Regions from separate parts of the Zea mays genome. Here all the other regions are linked to region 1. The links are chromatin contacts, called in public Hi-C maps. All regions are on one chromosome and are shown on one strand. The core of a region is the stretch at or near the end of the contact, and the rest is flanking DNA. Distances in the headings are between cores, read along the strand shown.

Evidence for each region. A called contact is a pair of places that touch in the nucleus more often than the background predicts.
Region 2: a Hi-C map of leaf shows a contact between it and region 1, with 6 times the contacts expected there. The contact joins the promoter of LOC100217152 here to the enhancer-like site in region 1. A contact is called at or near these places in 6 of 25 Hi-C or Micro-C datasets (ear, leaf and tassel).
Region 3: a contact with region 1 is called in a Hi-C map of ear, with 1.8 times the contacts expected there. The contact joins the promoter of LOC100284363 here to the enhancer-like site in region 1. A contact is called at or near these places in 2 of 25 Hi-C or Micro-C datasets (ear and tassel).
Region 4: a contact with region 1 is called in a Hi-C map of ear, with 2.2 times the contacts expected there. The contact joins the promoter of LOC109943757 here to the enhancer-like site in region 1. A contact is called at or near these places in 4 of 25 Hi-C or Micro-C datasets (ear, leaf and tassel).

The regions. Positions count from the first base shown.
Region 1 is chr1:240,042,823-240,045,894 of Zm-B73-REFERENCE-NAM-5.0, forward strand. No RefSeq gene overlaps it. Among protein-coding and RNA genes, the nearest start is that of LOC100276862, 17 kb to the left of the region's middle. Within about 2 kb of position 1,404, at least 16 of the 20 cell types and tissues checked have an H3K27ac peak or open chromatin away from gene starts, as enhancers often do. A contact at or near this core is called in ear, leaf and tassel, where this site is marked.
Region 2 is chr1:240,284,683-240,287,754 of Zm-B73-REFERENCE-NAM-5.0, forward strand. LOC100217152 (anther-specific proline-rich protein APG) reads right to left here and starts at 1,425. Exons shown (of 3, transcript NM_001143518.1): 1 at 982-1,425; 2 at 510-880; 3 at 1-416. The coding sequence starts at 1,342.
Region 3 is chr1:240,253,542-240,256,613 of Zm-B73-REFERENCE-NAM-5.0, forward strand. LOC100284363 reads right to left here and starts at 1,477. Exons shown (of 2, transcript NM_001157258.2): 1 at 991-1,477. The coding sequence starts at 1,406.
Region 4 is chr1:240,225,141-240,228,212 of Zm-B73-REFERENCE-NAM-5.0, forward strand. LOC109943757 reads right to left here and starts at 1,603. Exons shown (of 2, transcript XM_020547256.1): 1 at 451-1,603; 2 at 1-15. The coding sequence starts at 1,510.

The DNA.
Region 1 (3,072 bases), core at 154-2,653:
GCGGAGATTCTACGTCTCTGGGATAGCAATGCAGAATCGGCTCTGGCGCACTGGCCTCAGGCAAATAAATGCAGTCTCCGTCCGCACGCAGTGAGGCGGACAGCAGATGCATCTAGGGGACTTTAGCGCCTTTTAGCGGTGTGATTTTGGACCTGGGACAGAATATGGTTGGGGAGAGAATATGAGTATCACGTGGATTAATATGGTTGCGGAGAGAATATGAGTATCATTTAGATTATGTAGATCATGTAGATTATGCACAAAAAAGATAAAAGAGTTTATAAACTTTAAGATATAGAAAGTAATGATTTTTTACTATTGTAACTATTCATCCAATTATGTCTTCACGTTAAAGATGTCTAAATAGGCGGACCGTGTCGGCCCGGTCTGAATTAGCTAGCGGGCCGTGCCGTGCCGGCCCACGGCCTCAAGCGAAACCTAGGCACAACCCATTAGATTAATAATCGTGTCGGGCCGGTCCATGGCCCGACGGGCCTAACGGACCCATAACAACATATGTCGTTTAAATGATAAAAATATCTTAAAATTATGCATATTTGAGGATTTCAACCTTATTTGTTAGCTCTAAACATTTATTTACACTCACATAACCAATAAAAACACATGTTTCTCGTGTTTTATACTCTATATTCAAGTATAATGTATGTATTTATAGAAAAATAGAAAAAAAATAAAATTGGGTCGTGCTGGGCCTAGCCCGCCGTGCCACGCCTTCGGCCTAGGCACGAGCCGGTGACTAGGTCAGGCCAGTTCACTACGTGTCGTACCGGGTTCATGCCGGACCAAACTGGCCGCCCGATAAGCCCGGCTCGTCTAGACATCTCTAGTTCACGTGACTTGAATGGTTTTAACTAAAGTGATTTTTATACAAGCGGCCTAAAAAGCTGGAAACAGTAGTCTGCATACCTTCCGGTGGCCAAAAGCTGAGTGCCCATACGGCACGCACATGACAAAAATATTAATATATTATGTTTTATATAAATCTATAGAATACAAATTTATTGTTACGTTGGCCTTTCAATATAATTAGTTAGGATAGTTATTTAAATTTTTTATATAACCATTACAAAACTAATCAATCAAAAAGATTCAAAACCTTATTATATATTTGAATTATATCTTAATTGTTAAATAAAATTTTTAAAACTATAATATATAATAATGGAAAATAAAACTATAAAAACGTTCTCTTGTGGAGATCCATATGCTTTTAAAAATATGCAAGAATTTTTTATTACTATTGGGCGGAGACCGAACACGCCCTCGATCACAAAGCGAAGACCATATGTTTTGTCTTATGCTAACCATACAGGCCCACAAGCGAAGGGGTCCTCGACTCAAGGATCAACAGTTGACGAGAGGCCCATAGGCGAAGGGGTCCTCGACTCAGATAACAATCGCTGACGAGGGATCCACAAACGACGACCGCAATAGGTCGGCAATAGCTAAGACCTTCGCCAATACGTCGACTAAAGGACTTCCATCATTCAGCCAGGCGTAGCGAAGGCTACAAATTAGCTCCATATGCCACTGGTCCACCAGAAGACATCTCTAGGGCCCAACTGTTAGCGTAGCGTGTGGGTGTGTTATCTGGTGTGCACCGTCTATTATACGAACAACACTGTAATTACACTGTTACATGGAATATCCCCTATATATAGATGGTAGTCAGGGGTAAGGTTGTACTTTGGACCATCTACCCCATGCGCGGGCGTATAAATACCCCCTTCCTGTAGCGGGATGTGACACGCATAACAAGAAGCTACAATTTTCTACTGTTTGTCTTGTCGTGCACCTAAGCTCTCACCTACTCACCGAGTGTTTGGGTCTACCTGACAGTGCGTCTACGTGTGTATGTGCCCAACAATTACTAAAAAATACACTATAGTAAATACGTGTGGGATCCAATAGTTTAGCATCACATAGTAAATATTTTTAATAATAAAATGCTTAATATTTGTACTAATTATTTATATTCAACACGTAGTAAAGTTTATATTTATATATAGAAATATTTGTCCTATATCATGACATTTTAATAAAGTAAATTTATAGGATTCAATTACTAATTGAAATTCACCACCAGGATCCAGCTCTTTGCTGAGAGCTATTTATTGGGAACTCGACAAAATATACTTTATCGAGTGTTACTCTCGGCATAGAACGACACTTGGCAACGAGAGTCTCTGCCGAGAGCCAAACTCTCAGCACAAGAAGGCTTTCGGCAAAGACTTCTTTGACGAGAGCCAAGTACTTGGCAAAAAAGGGCTCTCGACAAATCGTCGTCAGCTGCCGACGGTAGCTGACGACCGTTAGCTTTGCCGAGTGTTCACAGAAGACACTCGACAAAATACCTTCTTTATCGAGTGCCTCAAGAAAGCACTCGGCAAAGTAATTCTTTGTCGAGTGTCCCCAACAGACACTCCGCAAATTATATTTTTATTTTTTTCTTTTTTTCACAAAAAATTATGTTGTGTCCCTACACTATATATACATACATGCCCAATTTTGGCACAATTATCAAAGTGTTTGCTATAACTATTAGATTTAGTTCGTATAATTGAATTTTTTCGGATAATTCTTATTTAAACTGCAAGTCACTCCAAAAATATAAAACAGTAAATGAAAAAAATGATATTCATGTTATTTAGCACAAGTTACAGCCTATTTCTGGAACATACCGGAATTTTCGAGCACCATGCTCACGAAACAAGACCACGAACTTGCGATCTAGTGGTTTTAAAATTAGATAAAACACAAACAAAGTCAGAAAATCATGAAACTTGTCGATATGTTATGATATCATATGCAGAGACTCTGATAAAAATTTGAAAATGTTTCGTGAAAGTTGTCACGCACTATGTATAGAATTTTTTTGCAGAAATTTTTTGTTGACATATTTGTGTTTATTTTTTTTGCAGAGGTCTTTCTAGCCCTTGCGGGTCTTCCTGCACCGCGTTGGGTCGCCACTGCACCGACCTACCATAGCCCCGTTAGCCTGACTCCACCGTCACCCTAGGTATAACCTCTATTTCTGCATCATGGTCATAG
Region 2 (3,072 bases), core at 175-2,674, 240 kb after region 1:
ATGAACTGGCTGACGATGACCCGGTTGGCGCGCTCCGTGGGGTGGTAGGCGTCCCAGAAGACGTACTTGCTGCGGTCGGCGCACAGGTTGGAGAGCGGGGTGCAGAGGCCCAGGCCGTTGTGGGGGCCCTGTCCGCAGCACGCGTCCTTGGCCGTGGCGAAGCCGAAGGCGGCCGGGTCGCTGACGAAGTCGAAGTGGACGCGGAAGGCGTTGGCCGCGATGAAGGTGCCGGCGCCAAAGCGCGCGTTGAGCTGGTCCAGGACGCGCGCCAGCTGCGGGTTGAAGAGCGCCGCCGCGCGCATCAGCTCCGCCGCGCACTCGCCGTTGCGGCTGCGCTGCGCAAGGATCGCCGGCGCGCACCCCAGAGGCCCCGTGCCCGTCACCAGCACGCGGCGGCAACCCATGGCGTACAGGCGCTGCGTGCGTGCACAGAGGAGAGGACACACATATATATAAACACAGACACACAGTAATGATGCAAAAGCAAGCAGTGGGGGAGGTGTACGTACGATGAGGATCTTCTTGTACTCGGAGACGATGTAGCCGACGTATTCCGGCAGCGCGAACTGGCGGGAGCGCAGGGAGAAGGGGACGAGGTAGTAGTTGTTGACGAAGTCGTTGCCGCCGAGCGTGATGAGCACGAGCGAGCGGCGCACGAGCTGGCGCGCCCGCGCCGCGCCCACCAGCGCGCTTAGCTTGCCCTGGTACTCGCCGAAGTAGTGCAGCTGGCGGCTCATCCGGATGATGTCCACGAACTGGAAGCCGGTGTCGTTGAGGATCCCGACGCCGGCCGACGCGAAGTTGGCGCCGACCAGCAGCTTCTGGCCGCGGAGCTCGGGGCTCAGGTACGGCAGCGTGGGCTCGGCGCCGAGGTGCTCGCCTGCAGGTGGGTTGGTGGGCCGTTGTCGTTACTCGTTAGTATGCAGCACCACATGCATACCATACCATACCAAGAGTATCGTCGTTCGTATTCGTACGTACTGATGATGTCGGGGATGTTCTTGCCGTTGGAGAAGCGGCCGGTGGGGCGGTGCGTCGGGTAGTCGATCCCGTACGGCGGCGAGTCGGCGCGCGCCGTGGTCATGAGGTAGTTGTTGTTGCCGTTGTCCACCAGCGAGTCGCCGAACACGAAGAAGGCGCGCGCGCACTCCGACGGCCTGGCCTGCAGCAGCACGCCCACGGCCGCCGCCGCCAACAGCAGCAGCAAGGACGAGGAGGAGGACGCGCGCATTCTCGTCGTCGGAGACGGCCGGTCCCTGGAGCAGCAGCAGGTGAAGAGGCGTGCGGACGTCATGCAGCTGCACCTCCAGGCAGGGTCTGTATGTTTATAAAGCGTTGGCATCGATCGTGTTGTTTGCCCGTGGCGTCATTGGTGGGCGGCAGCAGATGGGTGTGGGTGGTCGCGCGCACGTCAGTCCGATGGCGGGATGGAATGGAATTAATCGAGCCACAATCTTAGATGCACGCGCGCTTCATTCATAAATAAACCTCCAAAGCTGCTGCATGCTCTAGCTAGCTTGCACGTTCTTCCTGCACTACTGCCTTTCCCGATCAGTCTACCGTCAGGCGTCATCTATAGCATGCACCAAAGTTGTAGCCGTACGTACTCGCGCATGTATACAGTTCAGAATCTAGTAAAAACACCTTGTAGCTAGGTCGTGGAAGGCTCCCTCTCCTCGTAGTTCACTTGGCATGCTTTTGGCTGGCTGGCTGGCCGGCCTAAACATCGTCAGTAACAAACGTACGCACGGCACGAACCGTGCTGTCCTCCTTCGTCCTCACGAACCGTGCCTAATAATTTAAACCGTGATGTGTGTGTGTCTCACTCATATCATTTGAGATGTGACCGTGGAACAACCGTGTCCGTAGCACTGCTCGTGTACGAGCTCATTAACCTGCGCGGTTGTCATCCGGTCACCCAGTGATGGCGCGCGCTACAAGAGTTAAGAGGAAGGCCGTGAGATAGGTCCTTAAATACTTGCGAGTTCTGGCAGTTGAGACGGGTTACTCCGGCTTTCAGAATCACGCCGGCCGGCTGCCTGGCTGCCACTCGTTGGCTATCGGATCAGATTGGCGGTTCCGAACTGCTTCTGCACCTCGAAAGTGGGTGGAATGAAGCCAGGCGGATCGGTGCGCATGTCTGCTTGTCGCGATCCTAAGCTAGCTATAGCTCGGCAAGCACGCACAACCCCCACAGCCCACAGACCAGCATCAGTGGGGTTTTCTTTGCCTCCAGGCTCCAGCATCAGCGAACGGTGCACGCTCTCGCCCGGCTCTGCGACGTAGGTAGGAGTAACCTGCAACTTGAAGTGACGCCCGGCCCGCCTGCCGTTCGTGCACCTCAATTTTCAGGTCATTCATTGGCGCGCGCGCAGAGCAAATAGACTTGAACCTTCCTTCCTTCCTTCTTTGGCATCGCTCCCTTGCCCGCTCGTGGTACCATTGCGCAGCGGCTCCGGTCTTCATCTACAATGGGTGAGAATAGGGATGAAAAGTGGCAGAGCCAAAATCATCCGAAACCATACCAAACAAAGCTTAACTCAGTACAATAGCAACAACAAAAATATAAACGGGTACTATATTAAGGTATTGTTCGGCTTATAGGACTAATTGTCAAATACGGAAACTTTTCCACATTTAGCAATTTAGGTACTAGAATAAAATAAAATAGAGGAATTAAAAATTAATCCTTAAAAACCAAACACCCTCTTAGATATTATTCGGTTATTCTATCTCATGTGGATTGAACATGATTGTGAGGTATTATGAGCATTTTTTTACTTATTGTGGATTTAAACTCACTCGATCCACTCCAAACACTATAGACCGGAAAGAAAACGAACAAGTTCAGTTATTTTCATTCCATATGGATTACATAGAATTAAGAAGATTTTTGACTGTTTTGGAATTTAAACTTAATCTCGCTCATTGTATATAGATTGAGAGCAAACCAAACAAGTCCTTAAGCAGGAGTTTCTTTTCTCTTCCCGCATTTTAATATTCAAAAAATAGGATGCAAGGAACTTAAACTCTGCTCGTACAATATAAAGCGCTCGACTTGTACCACTTTAA
Region 3 (3,072 bases), core at 227-2,726, 210 kb after region 1:
CACATTATTGTGAAAGAGCCATGGCACAGTAGTTTTCACGATTTTTTTGGTGTGTATCTAGGTTTCGGGAGTGAATAAGAGGTTGCTACATTTGGCAACAATATAAAGTTGTGTAGGGACTTTGTAAATTTAGCAACCTCTTTTAGAGAATTGTTGAAGGACCCTTTCTAATAACAACTTCTTAATTTTGTATTTAGTAACATGTTTGCTCTTAGGACTTTTTGATTCCAGAGACTAAAGAATATTTATTATATTTTAGTCATATTTAGTCTCTAAATTGCTAAACAATGAGACTAAGATAGAAACTAAAATGCTTGAGTCCCTAGTCCTCAAGTAGTACTAAAGGTGCTAAATCATAATAATTCTACCTTTTGCCCTCTTATTTATTTTTGTTACAATGTAAGAAGAGTAATTGCAGGAGAACGATAAAGGGTATTTTAGTTTTATTATAAGTTATTTAAATGAGTTCTAAATTTTTTTAATCCCTACAACTAAATAGAGTAGGCACTAAACTTAATCTTTCAATTAAACTTTAGTCCCTAGGCTGTGCAGAGAATGTTATGAATAGTCGGCTATGACTTACGCGGTTAGGTTTTCCAAAGACTACGGGCTAAGCCCATTTAGCGTTTGAAAAGACATGTCAAAAAATTAGAAAATTCTGCATGTCGCTTGACTTCTAATTGTGCCGCCGGAACCGCTTGGACTACAAGCCTACAACTACAAGTATGTGAAGTAATTCAATCCCTTTTAATCAATCCCCTTGGACAAGGAAGAACAGATCAATTTAGGCGAAGGATACGGCCAATGTTACAGTTGCGCGCAAATCAGAATTCACCAAATCGCCAATGAACTAAAACCATTGTTATGCTTGCCAGCTAAGGGCATCTGGCGGACGAACGAGACTGAGTGTCTAGGAGAACATTTTAGATGATGAGTTGTGCAGGAAAAAAAAAATTAGACGGGTTGAAAGGAGCAGGACAAGATGTGGACCTGGACCGCGCGTGGGGCGCCCAACGCCAGCAGAAATCGCCGTCCTCCCACGGCAGGCTGAGCCTCCTCGCCGACAGCGCGTAGCACTTGGCGCCGCTGGCCTGGTCCAGCCACAGCCTGCACCAGCCGTCGCCGTCGACGTCGACGGGGACGCCGCCGCCGCCGCCGTCGCAGAGCGCAAGGTACGCGTCCTTCCTCGGCCCACGGTCCCGGCCGGCGTCATGCAGATGCAGGGCGATGGCGCGGCGGTGATCCTCCGGGACGAAGCGGCCCCAGACGTAGTCGGAGTCGGCGGCGGCGCGGAAGGCGGGGGAGACGGCGGCGCAGCGGCAGGCGTCGCGCGGCGAGGTGAGCGCGATGGCGTGCGCCAGGCACGGCTCCGGGAGGTCGCCTGCGCGGGTCTCCTCCTCCCCCATCGCCCTGGTCGCAGCAGATGGGACGTATCCCTGGAGAATCGTCTGCAAGCAAGTAGACGTGATTGACCGATGCTATGCCAAGAGCGACAGCCGATAGGAATTGGTAACTGCTCCTGCACTGCACTGAAGTCTGCATGTTGCGTCGAATGCATTGGACCGGCACCAAGTTTCTGGCGTCACCGAGCTCAGATTCAGATTCACAGAGAGTGACGAGCACCAACCGCCGGGCCAGTGCGGCCCCATGCTCCACCACTTCCGCTTCTGTCCCCAGTTCCACGGTCAGAACCCAATAAAAAGAAAGAAACGATCACTTTCCTATGTAATATCATATAACACATCGTTTCTTTAGTTAGGAGGGGGGGAGGTTTTCAACCTGAGGCCTTTAGGTACTCTAGTAGCGAGCCTAATCTACATATATTAAGATAGGTTGGAGTATAATTTAAACTAATTTACACTAAATCCATCTTAACATATGTGGATTGAGATTAATACTATAGTACCCAAACAAAACCTAAAGGCTCGTTTGGTGACTAGAAATCACGAGGGGATTCATTGCAATGAATCCACTTGGTATCCAGACCTCTCTCACGCATGTTTCTTTCGTCCCATGCCTGTGGCACAAGTTTTCAGCTTCCGCGCAGTACTGTTGGAGGATGCGACTGTAAGTGGTTGATTCTTTGCTGAAACATTTCTGCGCTTCTAGAGTTGTCATCAGCATAAAACGATGAAAGATGAGAATTCCTGCTTAGGGATGCTTGGTGGCTTGTCAATGAGATGTAAGTGATTCACATCTATATCAGCTGGTAGGTGGAAACCAATTTCCCTCCAGAATGCTCTTGCAAAACTACCGCGCATGACGATGTGCCCTGCCATTTCTTCTTCCTGGCCACACTCATCGCATATATCACTATATAGAATTTCCTGTTGGGGGCTTTTCTCTTCTCAAGGTCTTCAAAAACCTGATTAATCATATGTTTTCAGCATGATATGGATTATTACAGGGAGCTTCGGTTTCAGGATGGAAGTTTTCTCCTATGTTGAAAGCATATGAGGTAAAGATATAATTCGAAGATGATAAGAATGAACACCGAAGCTATAGTCGAAGGATAATATTTTTGGCTTAAAATGATGATAAAGGTCAAACATGATACTGACCGGAAGGGAAAAAGACTAGCTAGTCCTTAATGATTATGTTATGGTCATAAATAAATGTCAAGAATAAAAATGTACTTTTATCCGAGCTGCATCTCGTGTCTATAAATAGATTAACAGTAGCACTGTACTGTTCACGTTGTTTTTGTAATCACTCTCGCATCAGCATCTTCGAGCAAGCCGAAGGTATTAATGTAATATAAATTTTGTTAATATTCATGTGTATATTATGAAATATAAATGTGAATGAATTATATTCTTCATCTTTATGTATTTTTATTTGCGCATGAAATGATGAAGGCATGTCATTCATGATCTCCGTCCGATGATTATTAAATACGAGAGGAGGCAATGCTTCGGAGGACGAAGGTCCTTAATATTTAACTATTGTGTTTTCTTGTTCTTGATTCACATCATTTGAGAACAAGTGACCAACATTTTCTTCTGCGGCAAGTTTCTTTTTGTCACACTCGAATTTAAGAGCAGATTCAGGCGTGTCTCAAATATGTGCTAG
Region 4 (3,072 bases), core at 353-2,852, 180 kb after region 1:
CCAGCGGGGACAGCGCTGTTTCGTGAGGAGACGAACAGATGAGTCTCGTTAAAAGAACAAGAAGAAGAAGCAACGTATATATGTAAAGTTCCGCAAAACCGAAACGATATATGTGAAGTTTGGACTCCAGATCTATGTTAGTTAGCATTAATTAGCCCCACAAATAAATTATTTATTTTAGGTAAGTGCTAATCTAGGGAGAGATTAGTAGAACATATAAAATAGCAAGGGATGACGCTGATCTTGCAACTCTACGACGAAGATATTATTTTTGTGAAGCCCAACAATAATAGTGGCAATTTTCCAATTTTCTCTCGACCACATGCACATCATAAACATTGGGGTCATTCTTACTTCCTATCTGTTCATGAACAATCTTGTCTATACCCGAACACTTGACTTCTTGAAATAAATGAGCTGTTTGCTCCTTTGTACAAATGGATTCCATACCTGGTGAAGCATCAGCATGGAAATGCCCACCTTGATCGAAATCCTGGCTCCGGGCGGACAGGGGCAGGATTTCCACCGTCCCTGCTCCATCGTCCTCGTCCTCAGAGTTGTCTAGCTCCAGCCTTGATTGAGCCGCGGGACCTTTGGCCGGCGTCTGAACAGCAACGCTATCATTGCTTCCCACACTGATTTGACCAGCAGTAGTAAGAGGCGGCGCCGTCGATTGCCCACGCGGTGATGGCTTGTTGAAGCTGAACCCAGGATTGATCCCGAAATGTTGCATCCGATTCGCGTCGATCGATTTGGATGAGCTGGGCTCTCCTTCGGACACGAGGAAACTATGTGGCGTGACCATCTCCTGCTCGTCGTCGTCCTCCTCCTCATCATCCTCGGCAGCACCAAGCCCGAGCAGGCGTCGGTACGCGTCCACCTCCTTGCGCAGCACACGCGCCTCGCGGTCCCTCACGAGCACGATGTCGCGGAGCTCATCGACCTCTGCCTCGTAGAAGGCGCGGCGCTCGTCAGCGGTGCGGCGCTGCTGTCGCACCTCGATCTCAAGCGCCGACTTCTCCTTCTGCAGGCGCAGGATCATGGACATGGCCTCCTCGGTCGCCGACGCCGCGGCGCTGCGCTCTTTCTCCAGCTCCCGCCGTAGCTCGGTGCGCGCCTCCTCGCGGTGACGAAGGTCCCGTTCCTCCTTCCGCGCATCGACGGCCTGCTCCTCCCCCTCCTCCTCGGCCCCCTCCTGACGGTGGTCCTCGTCCTCGGTGGGGCCGACGAATGGGAAGCGGGCGCGGAGGGCGGCGTGGAGGGATCCGGCGGCGAGGGACGGGTAGCGCGCCAGGAAGGAGAGGAGGCAGGGCAGGTGCGGGCGCGCGCAGGTGCACGGGAGCGGGAGGCCGAGGAGCGCGAGGAGGCGCGCGGCAGCGGCGGCGAGCGCAGCGACGTAGAGGCAGGCCCAGGCGAGCGTGAGGTCGAGAAACGCCCCCGCCAGGGAGCGCGCCGTCCAGCTGGTGCTTACGGCCGCGGCGCCCGGGCACGGCGTCGTCATCGCATACATGCAATCACGAGCCGAATCTGCCTGGATTATTCCTATGCATGTGGCCGGTGGTGCGAGGAGAGGAGATGTGCGGTGAGGAGAATCTGAAGGAAAGTGGTGGGATTGTTTTCTTCCTCATGTATTCGGAGAGAGAAGAGGTGCATGCGGCAAGGTCGAGAATACCTACGTATTGATTGTGTCCTGCCCTTGTAATACAATGCATTTTAATAAAATCAACACATAATATACAATTATTTAAATGATATATTTGTCCATTGATTAAACTACTAAAAAAGTATATCTTATGAAATTATGGGTTTTAGCAAACTCCACTAAAAAAGTATATTTTCTAAAATTATGTGTGCAATTGGTTTAATCTGTTCTTGTCGTTATAGTGGTCTTTCCTTTGCTAGCAGAATTAATAATGTTTAGTATGTTCTTCTTATCATGAAATATGTTTATACACTGTGGTTTCCTCGTTTATGCAACTTTCAAAAGAGATGCTCCCGAAATTTTATATCAGTTTTTGGAAAGTGTAACTTTAGTGACACCTCGGGGTGTTTGGGGACCTTGGGGTGTTACAATACTATATATTTATTATTTATGATATCTAATATATTCTAAAAGTTTTTATAATTCATGAGAACAACTTATTTCTCGGTTATTTTTTTAAAAAAAAACTTATCTATCAAACAAATAAACATTAGCGGTGGCTAGATTTTTAAGTGATGGTGGGAGGAAGATGACCCCTTGATCTCATATACATAGACAATGCAATTTACAAGCAACCCCTTGGTAGAGTATGATTTCGCAAGCTACTTCATTAGCTCCTATTATTAGCTACTATGTTATCGTCGGTACTACATGATCAAGGAGATGTTAATACAAGAGGCACAATACAACTCAAACTTCGGTCACATCGATCTTTGTAAATCCAATTTTGGACATGTAACATTACATATGTTGTTTTTCTGTTGAGGAGAGTAATAGATTTTCTAGCATTCAAACAATATAAGAACACAAGTTTTCGTTGCTATTAATACCATACATTAACTCACACCACAAGTTTTTCCAAAAAAACTTGTTGAATAGCATTTTGTTGAGTTTAACCCATCTATTTAGCACCATGAAGCTAACATTGTTTAAGCAACAACTGCGTGACATTTTTATGGTATAGTTACCACTAGGTTGTTAGATACAAAATAACTGAAACAAAAAAAACTACTACCGTTATGTTTTCTAATATGCCCTTTCGTTATGTTTTATAATTTGCCTTAATTAAACTTGATTATACTTTTTAGATAATGTCTTGAATATTTTGAAGTGGATAAAAATGAATTTGTTAGGGAACAAATATCCTCATAAACATTTTTGTGTATGTAATAAATATTTTGTTGGTTAAACATTTGGTCTCATTTCAGACGTTCTTGAAAATAGTCAAGTGTACCAAAAGTGATGACTGGTATGCTACCTAACTATTTTTATACTAATTAAATAAAATTATTATAGACCTCCTATATTTTACAATGGTGACGGATTGACAGCAACCATATTCTTATTTTTACTTATTTAATGAACAATTT